Regions from separate parts of the Gossypium hirsutum genome. Here region 1 is linked to region 2. The links are chromatin contacts, called in public Hi-C maps. All regions are on one chromosome and are shown on one strand. Each heading gives the region's core, a stretch centred on a gene start, on an enhancer-like site or on the middle of the called end of the contact. The rest is flanking DNA. Distances are from core to core; before and after follow the strand shown.

Evidence for each region. A called contact is a pair of places that touch in the nucleus more often than the background predicts.
Region 1: a contact with region 2 is called in a Hi-C map of leaf, with 3 times the contacts expected there. The contact joins the promoter of LOC107893950 here to the promoter of LOC107893968 in region 2. A contact is called at or near these places in 6 of 34 Hi-C or Micro-C datasets (callus, hypocotyl and leaf).

What each region holds. Positions count from the first base shown.
Region 1 is chrA13:19,821,119-19,828,737 of Gossypium_hirsutum_v2.1, forward strand. It overlaps LOC107893950 (ran guanine nucleotide release factor), which reads right to left and starts at 3,181. Exons shown (of 7, transcript XM_016819111.2): 1 at 2,895-3,181; 2 at 2,408-2,443; 3 at 2,162-2,299; 4 at 1,388-1,474; 5 at 545-592; 6 at 385-461; 7 at 1-140. The coding sequence starts at 2,969.
Region 2 is chrA13:19,026,975-19,033,795 of Gossypium_hirsutum_v2.1, forward strand. LOC107893968 (sucrose transport protein SUC3) reads right to left here and starts at 2,147. Exons shown (of 16, transcript XR_001683077.2): 1 at 1,530-2,147; 2 at 723-788; 3 at 477-575; 4 at 328-392; 5 at 143-227; 6 at 26-59.

The DNA.
Region 1 (7,619 bases), core at 1,931-4,430, 800 kb after region 2:
TAGGGCTAAAAAGGCCCCAGTCATTTATTTTGAAGTTTGTAACAGCTAGTTTAAAGATTTCAACCATCGGCATGAATCCAGATTGCGTCGCAGGAATAGCTAATCCTGCACTAACTGCACTAGCGCTTTCACTCAATGGACTGCAATCATAATAGATGGTAGCAAAAGTGTTATACATAAATGACCGCGTAATTCCAAAGTCGATGGGGCAATCAGAACTTTTGGTCACATTACTTCCCAACAAGTTAGAAAAGAAACAGTTACTGAAACAGGTTTTTAATATTATGTTTGCTATATTAATGTCTTAAATGATAAAAGAACAACAAAATGATATGTCATGATATTTCTCTACAGAAAAAACAGCGGTGACGCTTTAACACTTACTTTATCACGATGGGCTCATATGCAGTGATCAGAGCATCTGTTCCTACTTCCTTAAGACGTATGTTTGCAAGATAGACCTTCATGGATATTCATCAAGAAACCATTTTTCAGTTTAGAACTGAATAAAAATTGCGAAAGCTGAAAACACAAGAAATGTTACCTTGATAATATTCTGAGCTTCTCTTCCTTGCCGTCCCTTAGAAACAGCCTATGCATAGAAGGGATTAAAAGATATGAGAGACAGAAGGGAAGCAATGAAAGTCAAGAACTAATATCCAACCACCAATCTAACTGGTGGTATAGTAACCAGGCATTAAGACACATATTACTGTCCCAGACAGTCTACAATGAACCATTTGACAGTCTTGGCAATACAGACTAACAACAATAAAGCAATACCTTTTGCTTTGCTCTAACCAGGAGAAATTGCATCTGGTATTGGGGCGGATCAATCATAGCAAAAAGTTCATGACATTGAAGATACAAGACATGCACCCAAAATTTAAGATTAATTGTTTCAGAACTTCCCAACACAAGTTCAGACCATTGCCAACAGTTTTTTTACCTTGCTAATATCATCTAATCTTACAATTTCAGTCTGTCAATAATCGAAACATGCTATAAAGAAAATATTATTCGTAAGTCTCACATATGCATCCCCTCTGTATTAACATAAAAATATGCTAGAGGCAATCAACCTAAATTCTAGCTTTTACACCCGCACATGCATATTCATAATAGCACACACAATGAAGGAACACATTATCATTTAAGTCAATGAACAGCACATAGAGAGTATCCAATCTGACATAGTCTGGTAGAATTTAAAGGTTACTGTGCCAAGCATGTAGATTAAGATGATAGAATGTTAAGAGTAAGAAATATTGAGACTCGAGGAAGAGAATAAAGTTTGGCAAGGCAGATATTTGTGGACAACAGAAAAATGAAAGTTGAAACTAGTAACAATGGAACTCTAAGCAAATGTCTGCTAAATGACTCATACCATTTGGCCAACTGCAGTTGTAACAATGGCTGGAATGTTTTTGTAACACAATCCAGGAGCCTCAACCACTGTTGACTGCTCAAGCAGCTGAAACATATAGCAAGAAAGAAAATGTTAGGCTAAACCATATCAAGTCTCAAACAGTTGCCAAGCAAACAAAAGAACATGCAGAAACAATGTACCGAATGTCTTTAACATCAATTGGACCTAAGGAAATATGAAAGACAACCAGACCAATGCATAAAACACAGTATCCTAATTGTCAAAGAACAGGTAGAGCTTATAGTTCTTATTTCATTAACAATGATATAGCCAATTAGCCATACAGGCAAAACCAATCATTTTTTGAATTGGGGGTAGGGGCAGAGATGTGCGAAGGATTGAACAAAGTTTTTGCTCCATAGAACACAAGAATCTTTCCCCTAGGCCAAGAGGTTATCGGCCAAAAACCAATCATTCTCTTTTGTGGAGTATACTCCATAATCCAAAAGAAAATAAATTTAAAATAAAGAACCAAGAATTAAAAATGTAGTACAAGGAAAAAGAAAACTATTTAGACCACTATATTTAGACCAGATATCCTATCAAAGTTTGAGGGCAGTACTGTTAGCTACATTATAATGCCATAAACCAACAAATCCTATATTGGGTAATGGAACGATGTAAAATTCTCAAATGATAAGCCTAAATCTGTAAAATCAAAATTGCTTTAAATTACACTTTCCTAACTACTATAGAATCGAGAAAATGACATAAGAGAACATAAAAGACTACCGTGAATCCTTCACCATCTTGTTCAATGGCAAGATCTTGAATAAACCAGACAGCACTCCCTTCATCTCCAACATCATGCTTGTAATCTAGTAACTCAAATATTAAGCTCTCATCACGTGCAGGGTCCACAAAAACCTCCTTTAATTTCAACACACACACACACACAAGAAAAGAAAGACGATCAGATAAATAAACAAATTAAAAATAAAGAGTACCAAAAAGGAAAACAGAGAACGATATACTAACCTGATGATCGGGAACTTGCCTGATGTTACTGACATCCTACAATAATGAACAATGTTAAAAACAGAGTTTAGTTATATAATTATTGTAATTATCTAGTTATAATATCTCTACCATGCTGAAATTTAAGATTTAATGTTCTACTTTAATTGGGCATGATTTGATCTTCTCCAAACTGAAAACACTTATTTATTTGCTGCCGTTAAATTGATCACATGAAATTCTTCTTAAAACAACCTTAAGTGCATTTGACTTACAGTCGTTGAATTTGAACATGGTTTAATATTTTCACGTTACTCCGATACTGTGATAAAAAAAAATTATATGCCATTACTTTTACAGAAATCACTAAAAGTGTCATCAAACGTTATAAAAGACAAAATAATACCAAATTAAAATTTAAAAATTAAATTCAACATGGTAGAAGGACTAAAACCAGAATTGAACCTACCATAGAGCATGAAATTGAAGAAAAAATAAATAAAGTAACCTGAAACCTAAGAGGAAAAGTAGTTGAGATTGCTCCACCGAACAAAGGCCTTTCAGATAATAAATCTGCAGACATTTTTACTGAAAATGTCCACTGAACAGAAAATCAAAAAAGAAAAAAGAAATGGCGAAGAACAGATTTTTACTAAGAGACGACGCGAAGACGAAAAAGGGTCCGGGTTCTTTTTTTTTTGAAGAAGAAGAAGAAGAAGAATTTTGTAGAAGACGCGGGTTTTTTTTTTTTTTTTTGTATGGTGCTTTTAATATAAAGGACTGTTTGAGGAGAGCGTTTGAATTACGCCATCTCTGTCTTGGAATTTAAGGTAAACAATAAGGGTAAAAGAGTAATTTTCTTCAGTAAGCCCCCTGAAGGGAATACGACGTCGTACTTGATGATAAATTCGATAACCATGCAAGCACGTTAGGATAAGAGAAGAACGATAAGTTACTCTCATTTTAATTAAGATAATTATTAGAATTCATTACTTTTATTAAAAAATTTATTAATCTAATAATTGATTACTGATATGGCATTTTATTAATTTTTGACTAAAATTAAGAATTTTTCTGTAATTAGTTTAAAATATTATTTATTTATTTATAATATGAAGATTTTAATTATGATATCATCAACATTTAAATCTTTTTTAAGAAGAGGGAATTTGACGAGGACGATAAGCCCATTACCATGACTCTACCCTTTTCCAATAAAAGAAAAATCAGAACAAATAAAAGTTATGTCACAAAAAAATGCATAGAACCTTCATCATGTTAAAGCTTCCATGGCCTCAAGTAATGTTGCAAATTTCGAACCAATATACCAGTAAGCTTCCATTATATCTATAGAAATGCAGTCCTAACTGATGGAAATCATTGGTTTACCTTAATTGTGAAGCACCGAAAGCATCCGCGAATGATATGAGATGTTTGATATTATCGGGTTCATAAATCATAACCGGCAACCAAAGCACGAGCATGAGCCGTTGCTTGTTCTTTAGAAATTAGTACATTCTTCCTAGTTTTGAGAACTCGTTGAAGTCGAACCCTGCAGTTTAACCCCAGATGAGCAATGGCTGCGTGGTAATGACAGAAATGTACTGAGAAATCAAAGCTAATGTGAGCAAATTGCAGAGAACAACGAAAATTACTTTGAATTTTCTTCTTGAACCGCATCCCTAGTTCCATTGAATTTACCATTTGACCTAATGAAGCATTGAAGTACAAGTGAAATAAGATTGTGAGATATCAAATGAATGAAACCAAACAAATGCTTCAGCAGATCAGACACAACTTACCTTTGATGAAATTCCCTGAAATAACTTATTCAGTTCCTGTCAGTTCCAAATTGCATGTAATCAGACAATGTGCTACATTACCACATATATTTGACACTCAACTCTAAGTCTAACATACCATTTATTCGTGAATCATGACTAACATGATTGATAATACTATAACAAGACTGAATTCTAAAATAAACTGATTTTTATTTTCCTCCTGTTACGATCGTGGTAGTCGGTGGCGGTAGGGTGGTCAATGGTGTTATGTTGACAAGTGTACTCATCAAAAAAGGTGGGATCATAGCCATGATTCATCGTTGTTGTCATCGGATTCCCTCTTCCTTAAAAAGATTCAAATGTTGATGATACACCATTGAAATTTTCATGTTACAAACAAATCAAAAAATATATTTTTTAGACTAATTATAAAGAGGCCCTAGCTTTAGTCAAAAGTCAAAGAAAAATGTCACATTACCAATCCGTTAATGGATTAACATAACGACATTGACAAATTCGAGTAGTTATCTTGATTAGAGTGATTAAATTGACAAAAAAAATAGAATGACCAAAAAATAATTTTTGTATTTTAGTTTGATATTTTTTCTTATAAGTTACCGAAGTTATTTTTTATACAATGTGACACCTATTTGAAAAAATTTATACATTTTGGCACATGAGCATAATAGTGTTAACTTATTAATATTTAATTTGGACTTTAGAGTTGATTTGATAAAAAATTATAATTAGCTAATAATATTAAAAATTAACATTCATCATATTAATCCTGTAATAGGCCATTTTTGCCAAGGCCCAAACCAAGCCAAATAAAAAAAAATTAAAAGTCCAAATTAAAAACAGTCGAATTACAATATTACAAGCCCAAAAAAAAAATTAATCGCCTAGGTCCGATAACCTAAACTAAGTTTTCAATAAAATAAAAAAACCCTAGCCTCTAGTGTCACTGCCCTCCACGTGAACGAGCACGCTGCCCGAGGCCTAACGTGCCTTTGCCGCTGTTTCACCAAAATGGCAAGGGCATGCTTTTTGCCTCGTCGTTGACTCTCCAAAGGTACCTGCAAAAAGAATGAAAAATGGACAACAACAGCAAGAATAATAAAAAGAAATAGTATATAGCAGAAACAGAAAAAAGAAAAAGAAAATAATATGTAAATTTGGCTATAAAGGCCAGATTCAATATGTATTGTTTTTTTGGACAGAGAAATTGAATACAAAAAACAACAATCAACAAAAACAACATACAAAATTTTCAAAGGTGATTTATCCTATTTTTATTTTTATCGAAGTAAACAAATAAAATAAAAAATATTTACTTGTCTCTTGGTATCGCGCCGCCGTTGGAGCCTTTCTCCAATCATGAAAGCCGCCGAACCTATTAGGGTGTCGTTTGGGCTTCGGAGACACGAAAAGGTGTGGTAGAAAAGGGCGAAAGTCGATTTTTTTTTCTTTTTTATTTTTTTAGGCATTTGCCTTTGGATCTAGAATCTAAGGCCTTTTTTTTTAAAGGCAAAAAGGAGATTTTTTGAAATTTTTCGGCCACCGGAGACGTCAGTCGCCATCGCTGACGGCTGGTGGCCGCGGTGGCCTGACAACCAGAGCTCAGAAGGGACCAGAGAGCAAAGAGAGAGCTCTCAATTTTTTTTTAAGAAACAGTGCAAAATGAAATTAAAAAATAGCTTTTATAGGCCCTGTAAAACGACATTGTTTTAGGGCTGATTTTAACACCCCAGAAAGGCGTCGTTTTGGCCTTTGACTCGAGATTCGACCCAAGACCCTAGGATCCGCGTGTTTTTGGACTAAGGGTCTATTTACCCTTTCAGTCATTCTGCTTTTGGACTATTTTTCAATCTGGTCCTTATTTTAGCTTTTTTTTTTAAATTTACCCATTTGATTTTGTTATCTTTAATTTTCGTCCTTTGACTATTAAGTCTCCAAGGAACGCTGCGTTTAAAGGAGAAGAGGAGTATTGCCTAATTGATCCCCGTCTTTCCTTCCCGCATTTGATTTTAATCCCTTACTTTATTTTATTGTTTAATTTGTTTATTTTATTATGATTTTTACTTTAAATTTTGTTTAGATCCTGATTTAGTCCTTTACTTCCGATCTTTTATATTTTATTTTCCTTTGTATTTATTTATCTATTTATATATTTATACATTTATCTATTTATTTCTTTATTTCTTTTTGTGTTTTTTCTTTTTTTCTCACTATTATTATTTTATCTATTACTTATTTATGTATTTTATTACAAATTGCAACCTTAATTTCATTTACATTTTAATTTGGTCCTTTGTTTTCAATATTTTATAAACCATTTTCCTCTATATTTATTTATGTATTTATTTATTTTTTTCCTTGTCCTATTGTAATCTTTTTTTATGTGCATATTATTATTATTATTATTTATTTTATTATTTATTTTATTATTATTTTTTCCTTTGATTGTTCATTTTAGTATTAAAGTAGTATATATTATGTGATTATCGCCGCCATTATATATATTATGAATTGTTTTATTAGTATATTCATATCATTGTCATTCATTAGCTCGAAATTTTATTCGTATATCAACGTTCCATTTTCTACATTACCATTTTATTTTATTTCATTAAATCATGTCATGAATCAAGTTTAAATATATTTACCCATAGTTGTTTTTATATTATACCCCCAAATAAGATAAATACCCATCGTTTCAAATTTTACATATGTTATTATAAAAAGGAGGAAAAATTTTAAAAATAGGTAATATTTCGTATTTGGAGATTCGAGGAGTTGTGCCCTAACTTATAGGGTTTTCGATTTTCTCGTTGAATCTAAATGACCAAATATCATTTTAAAATTAAAATACTTGAGATTTAATAAAAAAATAAAAGACAAGCTTATTTTTGAGAATTCGAGACGTCGTGTCCTAACTTACGGGATACGACCTTTTGTTACCTCGAGATAAGAAAGCCTTTTACATACATTTTGATCTATTTAAGGGATTTTACTAAAAAATATATATATTATGAAAAAAGGGATCGTGTTTTAAACTCGCTTCAAATTTTCAATTCTCGAAACTAAGATGTCAAGTAATCAACTATGTACCAATTTTAGGCATCACGAGGGTACTAATTCTTCCTCGTGCGTAACCAACTCCCGAACCCATTTTCTAGATTTCGAAGACCAAAAATCATTGTTTTAGTAAATCAAACCTTTTATTAAAACGATCAAATTCTGAGGTGATCTGATCACACCTTATAAAAAGGATTGGTGGCGACTCCCTTTTTTTTATATAAAAGTCGATTTCAAAAAAAGGTTTTGACAGCTTGGCAACTCCACTGAGGACTAAAAATAAGAGAATCAAGCCACGAGTTGATTACTTTTGGTCTTTTTTTCGAAAATTGGTAATTTGGTTTATATTTACTATCCCTTTATTGCATTTC
Region 2 (6,821 bases), core at 897-3,396:
CCATTTTCTTAAGAAAGAAGTTCACCTGATAGATCAGCCAGAAGGGCACGAGCTGGTCCCTAAGAAAATAAAAATTCTATCATTCACAAACTTATACAACAGAAAACTTGAAAGTAAGAAAAAATCACCATGGATGGCTTACCTGCACTGTATTGTTAGCAAGATCCAACATCCAGAATCCAATAACAAAGACAAAAGCCGCCCTCGTTCGTGTACCTTTAAATGTACTGCATTGCATACATTATTTGGTCAATATCTTTCTATTTTTCTTTTGGGAGACAGGGGGTGCCAGAAAAGAATAGAAGAAATCAAAGCAGAAAATGATACCTGCAATGCTCCTTCGTATCACCTAAAATGTATCCAATGTCTGCAGAAAATCCGATTATTATCACCTAAATTACAAAATTTAGTTTAGCAGATATAAAACCCAGAAACATAGTATATAAGAATGAATTATGTAACACTTCAATGCTTACAGAAAGAGAGATCATGAATGATCCAGCAAGGATAAAAGGCCGTCTCCTTCCATATTTTGAAGTGCATTTATCACTCCAAATACCGACACAAGGTTGAACCTAAGATCAAAATAAAAACAACTCAATAGATCACATATAAAGACAGCAATCTTTTAAGTGTAGTCATTTACATCAATTATTGCACCACCATAATAATGAACAGGGCATCAATATAAATTTATATGTAATATGGTTCCCATCACCTACCACAAGACCAGTTATTGGACCACAAAGCCAAATGAACGAAGAAAAAGCATGCTCTATTCCAAGTGTCTGCATGAATCAGCCAATATGAATGGTCAAACAACAAGGGAAATGCACCATAAGCTCAAAAGAAGCTCAGAGCAGTTGAAAAGGAATCAAGGCTGAGGCTAATAAAAAATAAATAAATACAAAGATAATGTTACCCAGTTTCACAAAATATTTTGAGAATTACTTTATGATTAAAACATGTTCTTCGAACAATGGCCATACTTTTTCTTCTTTTCTCAGAAGAACGACAATAATCAACAAAGCAAAAGCATTCTAGCCTTTTACTCCTTTTTTTTTTTATTCCTTTTCAAACACTGCGAGGGCCTTCTATGATATGTTAAAAATTACAAGTATTTCTAGAAATTATGAGAAGAAATAGAAAGAAATTATATAAAGAGTTTTTCTCTCACGCCATAATCTTTCTTTTCCAAATTGTAATTGCACCCAAAATTCTTTCTAAAAATCCATGAAAATTAGGCAAATTACCGACTAAACAATAAAGAAAAAGTATTGCAGTGTATACTTTCTAATTGATGATTCAAAAATATCAACAAAAGAGTACTTGGCGCTGATATTCTTTTATTTCTATTTCATAAAATTAACAAAAGCAAAGCACAACATGCCATCTAATAATAACACTGATCTAATTCAAACACATTGCACAGAGTTCAAAATTAACAACATGCATAGTAAATAACCTAATTTTCTCCGTTACTTAAAAATAAAAAAAGTATTAAGGGAAAACACACACAAAAAAAGGACCTGAATGTAAGGAGTCAAAAGCGAAAGTTGCAAAGCCCAACCAAATTGAACCCCGGCGGCGATCGTACAACTAAGAGCGAGAGTTATCAAGCTACAATCCTTAGATCTAACGTGGATCGGCGACGATAAGTTAGAGTTTCCGTTGGGAAATCTAGCCGAAGGCGGCGAAGCAGAAGTTGAAGGAGAGCCAGGAGACGAATTTAGATCGATCCGACGATGATATGGATCGTCGATCATTTCAACTTCCGAATCTTTCCTTAAGTTCCTGTAAGGAACCTTGACAGAAACTGAGTCACTCGTTCCTGCCATAGCCTCTTTGACTCAGCCGCTGGTTATCCTCCACTAGTTAACTCAATTAAAACCTTTCACATTAAAACTTTTGAATATACCATGAAAAAAGAAAAAATTGAAAATTGAAAATTGAAAAATGAAAATAAAATTGTTCTCTTTTTGTATATTAAAATTTAGATCTAAATTGCTAGAGCAAGAGAAGAAAAGGAGATTAAAGTTAAAAAGGTCAAATTTGGGCGGGTGTGAAGGAATTTTGCAATATTAGAAAGGACTACGGTCGCTCGTTCCCTCGCGCTTCTGGCTCTTCTTTGGTACGTCACATCTTCCTTAATGCGGTTGCGTTTTGTGATTTCTTGGGTTAATTCCAACGAAGGAATTCAAATTAATTTCGGTAAAAGTAGCATATAGAGCTTTGTATTTGGAGTCAAATTATATTTTGTCCCTCTTTATTAAAAATGGGTATATTAATTCTTGTACATTAGATTAAAAAGTAATTTTTTTAATAATTTCATCCATTTCTACTGTTAAAAATTGGCATGCCTGACAAAATAACTAGTTAATTACATGTGGCATGCCATGTATACCTCATTTTGACATACAAGGACTAGTTTTAACAATAGAGATGGGTAAATTTTTTATCAGAACAATTTACTCTTTGATCGAATGTATAAGGACTAATTTGCCTATTTTTTAGTAGTGGGGTAAAATATAATTTAATTCCTAGTACAAGAATCTCTATAATACTTTTATTAGTTAATTTTTAAAATTCAAAAATATTTTATTTTATTTTTACCTTACAAATTAGAGAGAGGAATTAAATTAACAAGATTTGAATCCTATCCTTGAAACAATCTTAACCATTACTCCTTTATACAGTTGGCTAAAACATTTTAATTGGATCATTAAATTATTAACATTGTATAAGTCAAGTCCTTTCTTTTACTCAAATCGACGTGGAACATATTTAAAATATATGAATCAAATTATAAATATGTTTGTATCTATCACATAACATTTTTTTTATTTAATGTGTTAAAAAGGGAAAAAATTAGAAAGTACCAACAATTTTTTTAATATTTATATTTTAAACATGTTTATTTAGTAGGTATATAAGTTTACAATTTGATCCACATGTTTTAAGTATATTCTATGCTAATTTTGATACAACAACTATGTTCAAGCTATTGATTAAACTAACAAGGGGACCTGATTGATACAATATTGATGCTTTAAGAATTTAATTAGAACACTTTAAAATTTAAAGACTAATTTAAATTTAGATCATGTTTTGAGAACATCTTATGAAATTAACCTATTTTTTATAAGATGGATCTTTTTAAGTGTGGTGTCCACTTTCTAGTTTTTTACTAATAATGATGACAAGCCTTAGAGATCAAATTTCAAAAGTTGACACCAAAGATAAGAAACGACGACGGAATGTGATAAACCGTAATTCATACATATTTCTATCCCATGCTTAGCACATTTTATGGATGATTTTTTCTTAAAATTGGTGAATTCGATGCTCCTAATGCCTTAATTTCATGTTTTATACTTAGGTGAGCATAGGAGAGTGAAAGGACCGAGAAACAGGCCAAAAACAGAGAAAATGGGCCAACGTACGAAATCAACACGGCCTAGACTTCCTCACACGGGCGGACCACATGGCCGTGTCCCTTTGGCAAGGTCAAAGCATGATTGACACGAGTAGATCACACGCCCGTGCCCATTTAACAGCCTTGACCACGGCCTTAAGCAATCGCACACGGGCGTGTCCCTGCCGAGCCCAAGTTTAGTCCAATTCGGAAAAGGCCAATTTTAAGGGCTCTTAGGCATTCCAAAGCCTATTTAAACACCTGAGGAGGCACTTAGATGAGGGGACGGAGGGGAGGAAGAAAGGAATTGCTCAAGGAAAGCCAATCGATCCATCTCAGAAGCCGAATTCACCATCAAGGCTGAAGATCTCCCTTCAAATTCCCTCAGGAGTTTTGGGTTTTCTTATGTTTTGTTATTTTTATTCTTTTGAGATGTGTTCTTTCATTAGTATGAACTAAAACCCCTAAATACCTAAGGGGAATGAAACCTAAGACAGATCTTGTTATTATTATCTGAATTGTATGATAAATATTTGAATTGTTCTTAATTATGTGTTCTTAATTCTTGTTTTGATATTCCAGCATATTGATTCACGTTAAGCTCTTATTCAGAGAAGGAATAGACCCTGTCTAAGATTAAATTTGTCATAATTAAGCGGAGTTGGTTGCGTGCCTAGAGATAGGGTGACAAGATTTTGCCGAATTAGGGTGAATCCTAATAAGGGGATCCATAGATCGAGTTAATGCAACCCTAGGGCGTTAATTAGAAAGAGATTTCAATTATTCAATCTAGGGTTAGACGTTGTTAGTCTCGAAAGAGATAATAATCTAACTTAGAGATCTCTACGGAACAAGTTGAATGAATAAGTCGTCTGATTCAAACTCAAATAACAAGTGAAGTCTAGGTGGATTTTTCCTTAGGTATTGTCTTAATCAATCGAGTTTTACAAAAAGTATTTTCCCCAAATTTCTTTTCTGTGATTTCTTAGTTTAGTTAATTAGTTAGATAAACAAAACCCTTTTATTTTTTAGGCTAGATAATAAAAAGAAAGTTGATACTAGTACTTTTAGTTCCTTTGGGTTCGATAATCCAGTTTTGCTAAAGCTATACTACTGTTCGATAGGTACATTTGCCTTCATTGTGATAATAGTTAGTTTTAAGAACGATTCATTATAAATATTTAAAACCTGTCACGAATATCACGTATCAGAATGTTAAATCAGGATCGTTTATTTATTGAGATGGAAAAAGGAAACCACCGACAAATGGAATTTTGAGTCAAGTCTACGGACAAAGCAGGCTATTAAAACAATAGCCAACCATTGACAAACAAATTTCAAGGTGGTTTATGTAAGGGATAATTATTTATTTTATTTTTTTAATGAATTTTTACTTATTTATTTCATTATTTTTTGTTTAGAGATTGAATCAATTGAACCGGATATACTTGTGTGAAAAATAATGAAAAAATTGAAAAGAAGAACATAGAATTTTTACATAGAAAAACTCATTCCGAAAAGATAAAAAAATCACGGTCAAAGATAATTTCTTTAAATCGTCAAAAAGTAAATAGTATAAAGATAGAGATAAAAATTAAACCCCAAAAGCCAAAAATAAGAACCTTTAAAGAAAGCTTGTAAAAGTTATTACTTAAATTTTTTATAGGTTAATCTTTCTACGGTAGAAAAGGGCCTAGTTATAGGCTGAAATTTATAGCTTATATGACTAGAATATCCCTAGGTTAATCAGAGTTGAAGTGGGAAACTAAAACAAAGTTGAACTAAAAGAAGAAAATCATGAAACTTGAGGAACACGTTGCTATATCATGACGTAGAGTTTGTTCATCGAGACGAAGAGCGATCGTATCATCGGGAGTGATGTCGTCTATTTGTCGAGGCGATGAGTCTTGTAACAGCCCAATTTTGGGGGCTAGTCAGAATAGTAGTCTCGAGACAACAAATTCGAAGTCAGAGAAATTATTTTATTATTAAAATAGAGTCATAGCATGTTTATGATAGTGCATGAAAAATTTGGTGAGCTAATTTTAACATTTGTGAGCAATTGCGAAAAAAAGACTAAATTGCATAAAGTGCAAAAGTCCTAATTTGATAGGTAAAGGTGTTATTTTATTAGAGAATAAAAATTAGAGGATTTTAAAGGGCAATTAAACCCTTAAAAGAAAGCATAGCCGGCCATAGAGTCAAAGAGCAGACAAAATTTTCAAATTTAGTGAGTTAGGTGGCTTATTTTTTACTAAAATAGAAATAAATAAAGGAAGGATGATATCATCCCTTTTTCATCTTCTTTATCTACCAAAAATTAGCCATTAAAGGGGGTTTGAAAGCTTAAAATTTTCAGCAACTTGAAGCACTCACAAGTAAGTGATTTCCATGTCATTTGTTGATGGTTTTTGTACTTTTGAGACCCTTGAAGCATGAGCTTTCAAATGAGGGGTGTATTTTGAAAAATGGTTGAAAGTCTAGGGTTTTTCCATGAGAGCATCTAGGGTGTTTTCTAAAATTTTATGGAAGAATATGAGTCTTGGGTGTGACATAAATAACTTTTGTGAAAGGTGTTAGCATGAAAACACCTAAAGGGACCATTTTGCATAAGTTGTAAAATAGATGAAAATGTGTGAAATAGTGGCAATTTAGAGTTTCTATAAGAATCAAAGAGGTTCAGCTAGTCTTGAGAAATAAATAAATTCTATAAAAATTGATTTTCGGGCCGAGGGGTAAAATGGTCATTTACCACAAATGTGAATTGTTGAGTGCTTAGATTGATAAAGTGACTTAATAAGTGCATTTTGTTATTATAGATCAAGAAATACCAAGTTTGAACCTAGATCGGGGGAAAGGCAAGCAAAACGACAAAACCGACTAGTCGCCACATTTTGTAATCCGATGTAAGTTGTATGTAAATAATACAACTACATTGTTAATTATATGTGCTTAAATTATTACAGCATAAATTGCTTGATTTTGGAATCGAGAATGTATAATGATAAATGAGATAGTAGAATTTCCGTTGGAACCTTAGGAAGTAAATTGGATATTCATGCCATGACATTTGGGTCATTCGTGTATGAGCTAGTGTAAGACATGTCTGGGACATGCATTGGCTACATTATGAGAGCTAGTGTAAGACCAAGTCTGGGACATGGCATCGGCATTGAGACGAGGGCTAGTGTAAGACATGTCTGGGACATGCATCGACCTTGAGACGTAAGCCAGTGTAAGACATGTCTGGGACATGCATTGACTATGAGATGATAATCAATGTAAGACCATGTCTGGGACATGGCATCGACTTGAGATAAGAGCCAGTGTAAGACCGTGTCTAGGACATGGCATTGGCACCTTATCCTATGCTTGAGGCTTATATAATATCTGGTAGTATTCCAAA